2 separate regions of the Sus scrofa genome follow, and region 1 is linked to region 2. A link is a contact called in public HiChIP or PLAC-seq data. All regions are on one chromosome and are shown on one strand. The core of a region is the stretch at or near the end of the contact, and the rest is flanking DNA. Distances in the headings are between cores, read along the strand shown.

Evidence for each region. HiChIP or PLAC-seq counts read pairs in DNA pulled down with a chosen protein or histone mark.
Region 1: a contact with region 2 is called in an H3K27ac HiChIP or PLAC-seq map of alveolar macrophages. The contact joins the promoter of EIF4G1 here to the promoter of DVL3 in region 2. A contact is called at or near these places in 3 of 5 promoter capture datasets (fetal skeletal muscle and liver), 6 of 47 Hi-C or Micro-C datasets (embryonic fibroblasts, heart right ventricle, liver and 1 more) and 1 of 2 datasets of contacts at active chromatin or transcription factors (alveolar macrophages).

What each region holds. Positions count from the first base shown.
Region 1 is chr13:122,202,601-122,207,394 of Sscrofa11.1, reverse strand. EIF4G1 (eukaryotic translation initiation factor 4 gamma 1) reads right to left here and starts at 2,608. Exons shown (of 31, transcript NM_001246253.1): 1 at 2,549-2,608; 2 at 2,166-2,252; 3 at 938-1,114; 4 at 616-715. The coding sequence starts at 2,608.
Region 2 is chr13:122,073,780-122,078,311 of Sscrofa11.1, reverse strand. It overlaps DVL3 (segment polarity protein dishevelled homolog DVL-3), which reads right to left and starts at 2,458. Exons shown (of 16, transcript XM_021069945.1): 1 at 2,035-2,458. The coding sequence starts at 2,195.

The sequences.
Region 1 (4,794 bases), core at 1,359-3,858, 130 kb before region 2:
CTTTGCTAAGGGGCAAGGAAACAAAAAGTCACATTATGAACTGGGCCCAGGATGCGGAAAATTCCTTAAAGCAATGGTCTCCAAAATGAGATGCGTTCTTTAACATCATCCATAGCTTCCAGTTGTTTCTGACAAGCAACATAAGTGTTATTTGTTTAAATGATGCATACATATAAACAAATAGAAACATACCCGTATTAGAGGTACATACTCAAAATTTTTCCTGATGATCAAAAAATTTTGGAAACCACTGCCATAAAGAACAGACTAATCCTTTCCTAGAATATAAATGAAAAACAGCTACAAAAACTTCCCAAATCCATGTTACATGGGCTCCCCCCAAGCATGGAATGAGTGTCACAGGGAATATTTACTCAAAGGCCCTCAAACTGGTGCCTGAACTATACTCCTTGATGTGGGGAGGACTCCCAACTCTCAGCGATACTATAAGACCCTCTCCCGCCACCCCCACACCAATTACATATTAAGCACCAATCCCTACTACCTCTACCATTTTTAGACCAAGAGACAAACCTGGGAAGGGTCTTAGGAATTAGTAAGCAAGTTTAGATGTTCCCTGGGACTCACTCTCACCTAACTCCCTCCCCTGCTTACCGTAGGTCCCAAACTCTGTAGGGTTTGCACCTGGATAGAAGCTTGGGGCTCCCGGCTGCACAGGATACTGCTGTGTCGGGACAACATATGTGGAACGCCCCTGGTGGAGGGGAAAGGGGAGGATGAGAATGAAGGAGTTAAGGGAGCTATGAAGACCATATCAGACTACAAAGAGTATGTAGGACAAGACAGGACAAGCCAACTCTAGGCAATGACCAGAAGGAAGTCCCACCTCTGGAGAAGAGATGGGACTGGAGGGGAGGGGGGAGGGTGGGAGGGTACAAGGTTCTGTGGCTTCCAGCCCCCAAGCCTCCAGCCTCACCTGTCCAGGGATGTAGTAGGCCCCCTGGGAGGCTGGGTAGGAGATCTGGGAAGGGATCATCATTACTTGGGATCCAGCAGGGTAGACATGGGCAGCTGGGCCAGGGCGGGCAGGGGCTGCACTCTGCACTCGGGAGGCTGCACTGCTCGGGGGCTGGGCCCGGCTAGGGTAGAAGTGCTGTCAGGAGGGAGGAAGGCAGTTGGCAATGGGAAGGGGAGGAGGTGGACAGCAAAAGGGCCATTCCACTATGTCTCTAGTCAGGAGAGAAGTACCAGGGGCTTTGGAGCATGAAGACCAACACTTCCAAGACTCACTTGACCAAGTGATGGCTAAGTGGCCTCTTATACTCACATACGCCCTCCAAACTCAGGTATACACTTGGCACTCTGTATATTTACTCCCTCCCTGCCATGCATACTCAGATCACCTCACCAGGCTATCCTTCAGCAGAGGCTTCCTAACACCCAGATGCATCATGCCTAAGTAAAGCCTTTTTCAGCAACATACTCCCCAGCATGCACTGCTCCACCCTAAGGTACTGAGGAGCTCACCGCTAACATGCAACAGTCTCCCAGTTCCCAGATGTGAACTACACAAGATTTAGCCCCTAACATGCATCGGTCAGCCTCAGACTGAGGACCCAGACTGAGTCTAGCCCCTGACTAGGGCAGAGTGTAAGGGTGAGACCCGGAGAGAGTTCAGGATTAGCAATGGGGTATTACCTGCAGAGACCTGAATCCTCCCTGAGAGCACATGGGGACAGGAAAGAAAAGAATTATCCCCAAGGTGATGAGGAGGGAAAGAAAATGAAGGAAGCAGGACAAGAATCCTCTCCCACTTGTGAGGAAGAATTTAGGGAACAGAGAAAGGCAAGAACTAGCTGGAGTGTTTATCTTGCCACAGTCCAAAAGAGAAAGATGGATGGGGAATGGAGCAATGGCAACCTCCCAGTAAAAGAAAACAGGAAAGCAGGAGTTGGCAGCAGGGCCCAAAGCACTGCCCCCAAGGCACCAGGACCCCTAGGAATGCCATCCCCACCAACTACATACTCCAAGGGGCCAGCCACCGTAAGTAATCAACAGTGCAAAGTGCAGAACCGCATGAAAGCAACTGTCAGGAAGTTGGGGCAGGTACAAGGCCTCCATAGTTTCCATCCTAGGCCCAAACTGGCCTAAGCTTCACATGGTTCCCACCCAGGCCCCCTACTCCCCTCCCCACAGCCCCTCACCTGGCGGGGCTGAGAAGGCGTGTTCATTTGTGTCGCTTGAGGCGTACTGAACACCACCGGTGCTGTCTGCCCCGGGGGAAACGCTGGCTGAAGGGGGGAGACCAGAATTCAGCAAGAGGGGAAACCCAGGTGGGGCAGAAACTCAAGCTGGTGAAGTAAGGGGAGCAGAGCTGTGGCAAGAGCCTCAACAGTCCACATATACCCTCCCCAAGACAGCCCCTAAGAACAGCCCCGGGGCCCTGCCTCAATTTGGCAGCAGGAAGCTGCACTTTGCCCTGACACAGAAGGGGGTGGGAAAATCCAGAGGTTGGAACCTGTTCCTGACCCGGCTGCCTGGTCTCCCCCACCCCCACCCCAGTTGCTGCTAATTCCTCCCTAATTACCTGTGGGAGTCCAGGGGATGGGGCAGGTGGGGGGCCTGTGGGCTGTGGAGCTTTGTTCATTTCATTTGGTGCCACATCAGGGTCCCCCCAGCACCTGTTGGGAAAGAGCGGAGCTCGGAAAGGGGAAGGGACCCAAGCTTAAGGCAAATGGAGTGGGGGAGGGATGAAGCAAGGTCTGGGTCCCACAACAAGCCCCGGAATCGCCAAAAAGGTGAAGGAGCATAAAACCCAGCCTATGTCCCCACCGACACCTTGTCAGACCCGCAGCTCCAACCACCCCCCCTGATCTGCTGAAACAGCCCCTCACTCACCCCCTCGGTTAAGAATAAATCCACGGTGCGGCCTACAGGTTCTGGGCATCCGAGGGCCTGGGGTTGGGAGGTGGGGGGTATCAACCTGGCTCCGCGGGGCCCAAGACCAACCAGACCGGAAATTCCAGGTCTCGCTGGCACCAGGCTCCCGGATCACAAACGGAGCTAGCAGCTTCGGCCGTGGTGTCCCCACCCCCCACCCGGGGACACCGGGTTCGGGGCCTGGCCCAGGGGCACACAAGGCACGCCTGCCGCGGGTGGCCGCGGGTGCACCCGCACGGGGCTAGAGGCGAGGCCTGCCGCCGCCCAGGAGTGGAGGCCAGGAAAAGCGGCAGTCGGGCCGTAAAAGGCCAGGCGGGCGGCGGCCGAAGAAGAGCCGGTTTGAAGCAAGTGAGGGTCGGCCTGGAGGGCGGGCGGGGCCGGGGGCTCCTCCCTGCCCGCCGCCGCCGCCTCCCTCCCCTGCGCCCTCCCTGCGCAGCGCCGGCCAGTGCCAAAGAACAACGTGTCACTTCCCGGCGGCCGGGCCGCAAAGGGGGGAGGGGGCGGCGGGCCGGGAGTCGCGGTGCCTGCGCCCGTAGGGCCTCCTCGGGTCGGGCCGAGGTGGCACTTAGCAGCCGGGAAACCCGGCGCCCTCCCAGCCCGCGGGGACCGCATATTCCGGCCCCGCGCTCCCCCACCCCCACCCAGCAGCCAGGCCGGGCCAGGCCGGGCACACGTGGGCCGGGGATCGGGCCCTGGCGGCCCGGGGCCCGGGCTTGGGCCGAGGAGCCAGGGCGCCGGGGAGGCGGCGCAGGGTAGCCGGTCCCGGCCCGGATGGCGGCGGATGCGGGGGGAGGGGATGGGGGGGCCGGGTCGGGCCCGGACATGGCGGCTTTACCTTCAGTCTCCTTCAGTCCGCGCGGCCGAGCCCCACGCAGCCGCACAGACGTAGTCCACAACCATTTCCGGCTCCCCGCACGGATCCCGCTCGGCGGCCACCGCTTCTCCGCAGGCGCAGCCGGCGCCCCCACGTGACCGGCGCAGAGGGCGGAGCCTTGCCCGGTGCCGCGAAGCACATGGGATTTGCCCCGCCTAGTCATGTGACAGCCACTGCCCGCCCCCGTGTCCCCTCCCGAACTTTGGAATTCCCAGACCGATCCCCCTCTGCGACTCAGTTCCGCGATTCTTTAGTTCATTCATACTTTGAGCAGGCATTTATTGAGTGCATACTGAATGCTAGGCTAAGTGCTGGCAGGGGGCTGAGAATACTGAAATTAAAGACTCAGTCCTGCCGAAGTAAATCATGGTACAAATGCGGAAAGAAACACACGTTAGGCAGCCTTTGAAAGTAATGTAGATTAGATCAATAAAAGACTTATTAAACTGAATGTTTATATGTTTAATAAGGATTGAAACATTCTAACTAGGGAATTAGTAAATTTGTCTCTTTTTTTTTTTTTTTGCCACATCTTCCAGCATATGGAAGTCCCCTGACCTCGGATGGAATCCGTGCCACAGTAGCAGCCCGAGCCGCTGCAGTGACAACGTGGGATCTTTAATAAGGGAACTACTAGATTTGTCTTTTATAAAGAATAAAAATCGGCCATTCCCAGGGAGGAACTAAAAGCAATCACACAAACTTCAAATAGTGGTGGAACAAGTAATCCCAAGACCCCTCCCTGCCCAGTAGCCAAAAGATTTTAAACTGCCTGAAGGGACATACTAGAGTCAAATCTACTTACTCCTAGTCAGCCCCAGAATTTAATCCAAACTCTACTACTTACTTATAGGTTGTAAAATGGAACTATTTGGAGTTTCTGTGTGGCTCAGCTGCATTGGCTGGTGTCACTGCTGTGGCACAGGTTTGATCCCTAGCTTAGAAATTAGAAACTGCAGGAAGCCATGGGCATGACAAAAAAAAAAAGGAAATACTTGAAACTAGGCAGTCTAGCTCAA
Region 2 (4,532 bases), core at 1,209-3,708:
TTTACTATTGTTCGCAACCATGCTAAAATGGCCTACTCTAATATTTTACATAGGATGGTTCAAGTTCAAGTACCACTGATGAATGCAAGATGGCTTTAGGTATACCTGAATGAATGTTTAATTCGAGTTAAATATTTATTTTTAACATATTTTAGAAAGAAATATAAACAGCAAATCAGACCTGTGGTTCATATTGTTGATTTGGTCAAACGAAGAAAGAGTGAGTGGACTGACAGCGTATTTAAAGAATATTAAATCAACAGTGAGAGGATGAAATGGGGACCCCCTGTGACTACAGTTAGGCCTGGCTTGACAGCAGTCTGGGGAGAGTGGGAGACAGCCCACAGAGATCTAGGTTTAGGAGGTAGGGGTTAGGCCCAGTGGGCTCTGTGATGAGTAGGGAGTGGAGACACAGGTTTGACCTAGTCCCTCAAAGCACCTGGCCCCAGTGCACTGGACTCTGGCTGATTTTCCCCTATTCCATACCCTGAGGCAGTATTTTAGTCTCTTCGAACTCCATTCTTCTCTTACCAGGCCGAGGCGACCACACTGCCCCTCCCTCACTTCCACCCCTTGCCGATAGATCGATCCCTCTTCAGAATCTTCCAATCAGAGGTGTCTATCTCAGGACTGAAGCCAGACAATCATTACTACACAGGAGTACCCACCCCAAGGCAGGAAAAACAACAACAACAGGAACAAGAATAGTTAGAAGCTGCATAGCACTTCCCACTGTACAAAGCACTTTCACACATATGATCTCACGGGCTCATCAAACCCAGAGTTCCAGGGGGAAAGGTGACAGCAAAACACGCCAGGCAGAAGACAGAGAAGGTACCAGAGCCAGGAGGGCGGGGGTCCTTGGAGAGAAGCCAGGCTGATGAACTCTGGGGAGAAGAATGTCTCCCCTCACTCAGCTCTGGGCCTCAGTTCCAAAGAGCGGTGTAGGCCTCAGGCTACCGCTGGAGAGGCGGCCTTCAGGCCTGGAGGGCCCAGGAAGGCCTTCCCCACAGGCCTCCAGGCCCAGTGCCCAGTTAGTGTGGGGTAGACTAGTGTGGGGGCCTCCCCCTCCCCCAGTCCCCTGGGAGTTGGGGGGTGGTGAGGGGATCTGCCAGGCTCCCCCTCCCAGGCCAGCTGCTACAGAACCTTCCGGGCTCCAACATTCCATCCCCTCTTAAAGGGGAAGCCACTGCTTCCAAACTCCTCCTGGCCAAAGCCCTGCAGCTGGGTAGAGAAGACACCCCCCACCCACCCCCACCCCAGGAGGGAAGATGAACACCAAGAGAACCTTCCTGGCCCTCTGGTCCAGACTCCGAGGCCCTTTCTAAGGTCTCCCCCTTGGTCACCATCTGGAGGAAAAAGGCCTTGGTTCTGCCAGGAAATCAGCACCTGGGCTAGTGGGGACGCCTCAGGGTTGAGGCACTCTGCTCCCTGACAACAGCCCCAACAGCCCACAAGGGACAGGGGACACAGCTAAATAAACATTAGGGCTGCAGGCCTTGGCTTACAGCCTGAGCACCCCCAGCCAGTTCAAAGTCCCACAGCATAGCCCTTAGACGTGGGTTACTCCAAATATGGCTCTCAGTTGTGGAGCTGAAAAGATGGAGAAGGGGAAGGCGAATACCAAACACCCCGAGTCTCTACTAGCGAGGTGGCTCCGTAGGCAGGAGGAGGGGCTGGGGACTGTGCTCTGGCACCGGGTGGAGGGGGGGTGTGTCTGTCTGTGTGGGCTGATGGTCTCTGAAGAGGTGAAGGGGCTTGACTGGGCTGGAACTGATTGGTCTTAGGGAGTTGGATGTTTGTTCCCCCTAAACGAGGGGGCCAAGGTCCCCCACAGGAGGGGGTAGGAGAGTCCCTAGAGGGCTGGAAGTCCAGCCTCTCAAAGAGCCAACGGGGACCAAATGGCCGAGTCTCCTCTAGAATCCAGAGTAGGGCTAGAAGCCAGTGGAGCAAGGGGAGTCCAAACTGGCGGAGTGGGCCCCTAGAAGCCAGAGGAGCCGGGGTCCCCCGGAGGCGAGGCGGGGCCATCCTCACCCGAAATCGTCGTCCATAGACTTGAAGAAGAACTTATAGCTGGGTCGCTGCAGAACGCCCTTAAAGTCCGCCAAGGTGACGCGCTCCGCGGGCAGGGGCAGCTTCACCAGATACGGCGTCTCCTGCCCATCCAGATGGTAGATGATCTTCGTCTCGCCCATGGCTCCGGCCTCGGGCCCGGCGGCCCGCGCGCTGCCTGCTCGGGCGGCCGGGCCGGGCCTCTCGGGCGGCGACGGCGCTCGGCGCGGCCCAGCGGCTCAGCCCAGCTCCGCGGCCGGCCGCGGCGCCAGCTCCCTTGTTCTCCGGCCGCTCCCGGGTCCCAGCGCCGCCTGCTGCCGTCGCGGCCGCCGCTTCCGCTCCCCACTCTCCCGGCTCGGCTGGCGACTGCGACTCTTCCGGTGGCCGCGGCCCTCCAGGCTCTGGGCAGCGGCCCGGTCCGCTCCCCTCCCCCGACCCCGGCGCGGCTCCGCCCCGGCGCGGCCCCGCCCCCGGCCGCCGCCGAGCCGCGCTGGCTTCGCGGCAGATGGCCTAGCCCTCCGCCGGACCCAGCGGACACCCCGCCCACCCTCCCGGGGGGTGGGGTGCACGGCTCCCAAGCTCCCATCCCAGGCTCGTGGGGAGTGTGGAGGCGGCCGCCTAGGCCCCCACAGAGGAAGACATATCTTTCCAGGATGGCTGTGTTTCGGAACTCTTCAAGGCCCAGGCTCTGGACCCAAGGGAGATCGGCTGCTCTTCTGCAGCTGGGGAGGAATATAATGCAGGGGTGGCTTCGCTTCCCAGAGAAAGGGGGGGTGTAAGGCCGCAGTTCTGACCATGTATCTCTGTAAGAAAGTGGCCTCGACATGGCCTTTTGGGGTCTATTGAGCAGCATAGATGCTGTCCTTGAGTCTACCAAACTGAACTTCTTGTGGACAGAACAAGAGTTCTGATTCCCTCTTAAAACCTCAGTACTACCAGGTGTAGTGTAGTGATTTAATAAATGGATTGAATGCAGAATGAGTATAAGAATGAAGATGTGTGTCTGACTGGGACATGAAGTCTCAGACCAGAACTAGGTATAATTCATTCCTAACATCTTCTTACCTACTAATGTGCAAGGCATACTTAGTGATCTATAGCAAAACAAGACAGACAAGGTTGCTCTCACGACCTTCACTCACTTGGACGGAGGCACAGAGCCTTGTGAGTAAGTAACTTTAGACTGACAAATGCTATGAAAGATAAAATGTAGTCACGTAACAGTGTAGAAGAATATGGGTGGTCAGAGAAGGCCTCTTCCATTTGCGTGAAGACCTAGAACTGACAAGGAAACAGCTATAAGAAGGTCTGGTCTGGGGGAAAGAGCATTCCATGTGGAGGGCACAGCCAAGTATAAAGACTCAAGGCAAGCACAGACTTGCCAGAAGTTCCCTGATGGCCTATCAGGTTAAGGATCCGGTGTTGTCACTGTTGTGGCTCAGGCCACTGCTATGGTGTGGGTTCGACCCCTGGCCAGGGAACTTCCGCATGCTAAGGGCATGGCTGAAAAAAAAGAATCAACTTCTGAGAAACAAGATGAAGGTTATTGTGACTACAGTGATTGTGGGAGATGGGTGGAAAGGTAGACTGGGACCAGATTACATCAGTCCTTTAAGATGACAGTAACATTTTGTTTACTGTTGCCAACATAGCATTTCAAGATTAAGGACCTCTTTCAGACACCTCTGGCTCAGAAACCTCTCCACATTCCTTAATGCCTTCCAAATGTCCTTAGCGTGATAGTCCAAGTTCTCCATTCTAACCTCTACCTACTTTTACAGACTTCTGCAATGCTGAATCCTTTAACCCACTGAGCCGGACCAGGATGGAACCTACACAGAGATATCTCCCATCTCACACCACAGCAGGAACTCCTTGGCTAAAGTTTTGACTTAAGCAATTCTACTTATTTGCTAGCCCCTGCACATTATCTTATTTATTTTCATACCCTTTCTTTTTTTGTCTTTTTAGGGCTGCACCTGCAGCATATGGAGGTTCCCAGGCTAGGGGTTTAATTGGAACTACACCTCCCAGGCTACGTCACAGCCACAGCAACGCAGGATCTGAGCCGAGTCTGCGACCTACACCACAGCTCATGGCAATGCCGGATCCTTACTTTTTCTTTACTTTTTTATCAAGGTAATATGTGTACACAACAATTGCAGAATTGTTCTCCAATTATTCCTTTTCACAGCACATTATTCACAGATACAATATCTTCCCTGAGTTTTGAGAATAGTACCTTCTCCCCTCATCCTAAAGTTTTCAAAAAGCTTCTTACCTTGTCAGTTTCCTTGGTTTGAATTTTGTTTTGGTCTCTGCTTTTCATGTTAGAAATTTCCTCAAATGGTTACTGATCCTTAACAGTCTATTCACATTTAAGAGTGAGATAAGAAAACTCTGGAAGCTTTGTCCACAGACAAGGCTTATTTACTAGCAGGCTTCACTGCAGGGTGATCAGTCGGGGGAAATTTTTTTTT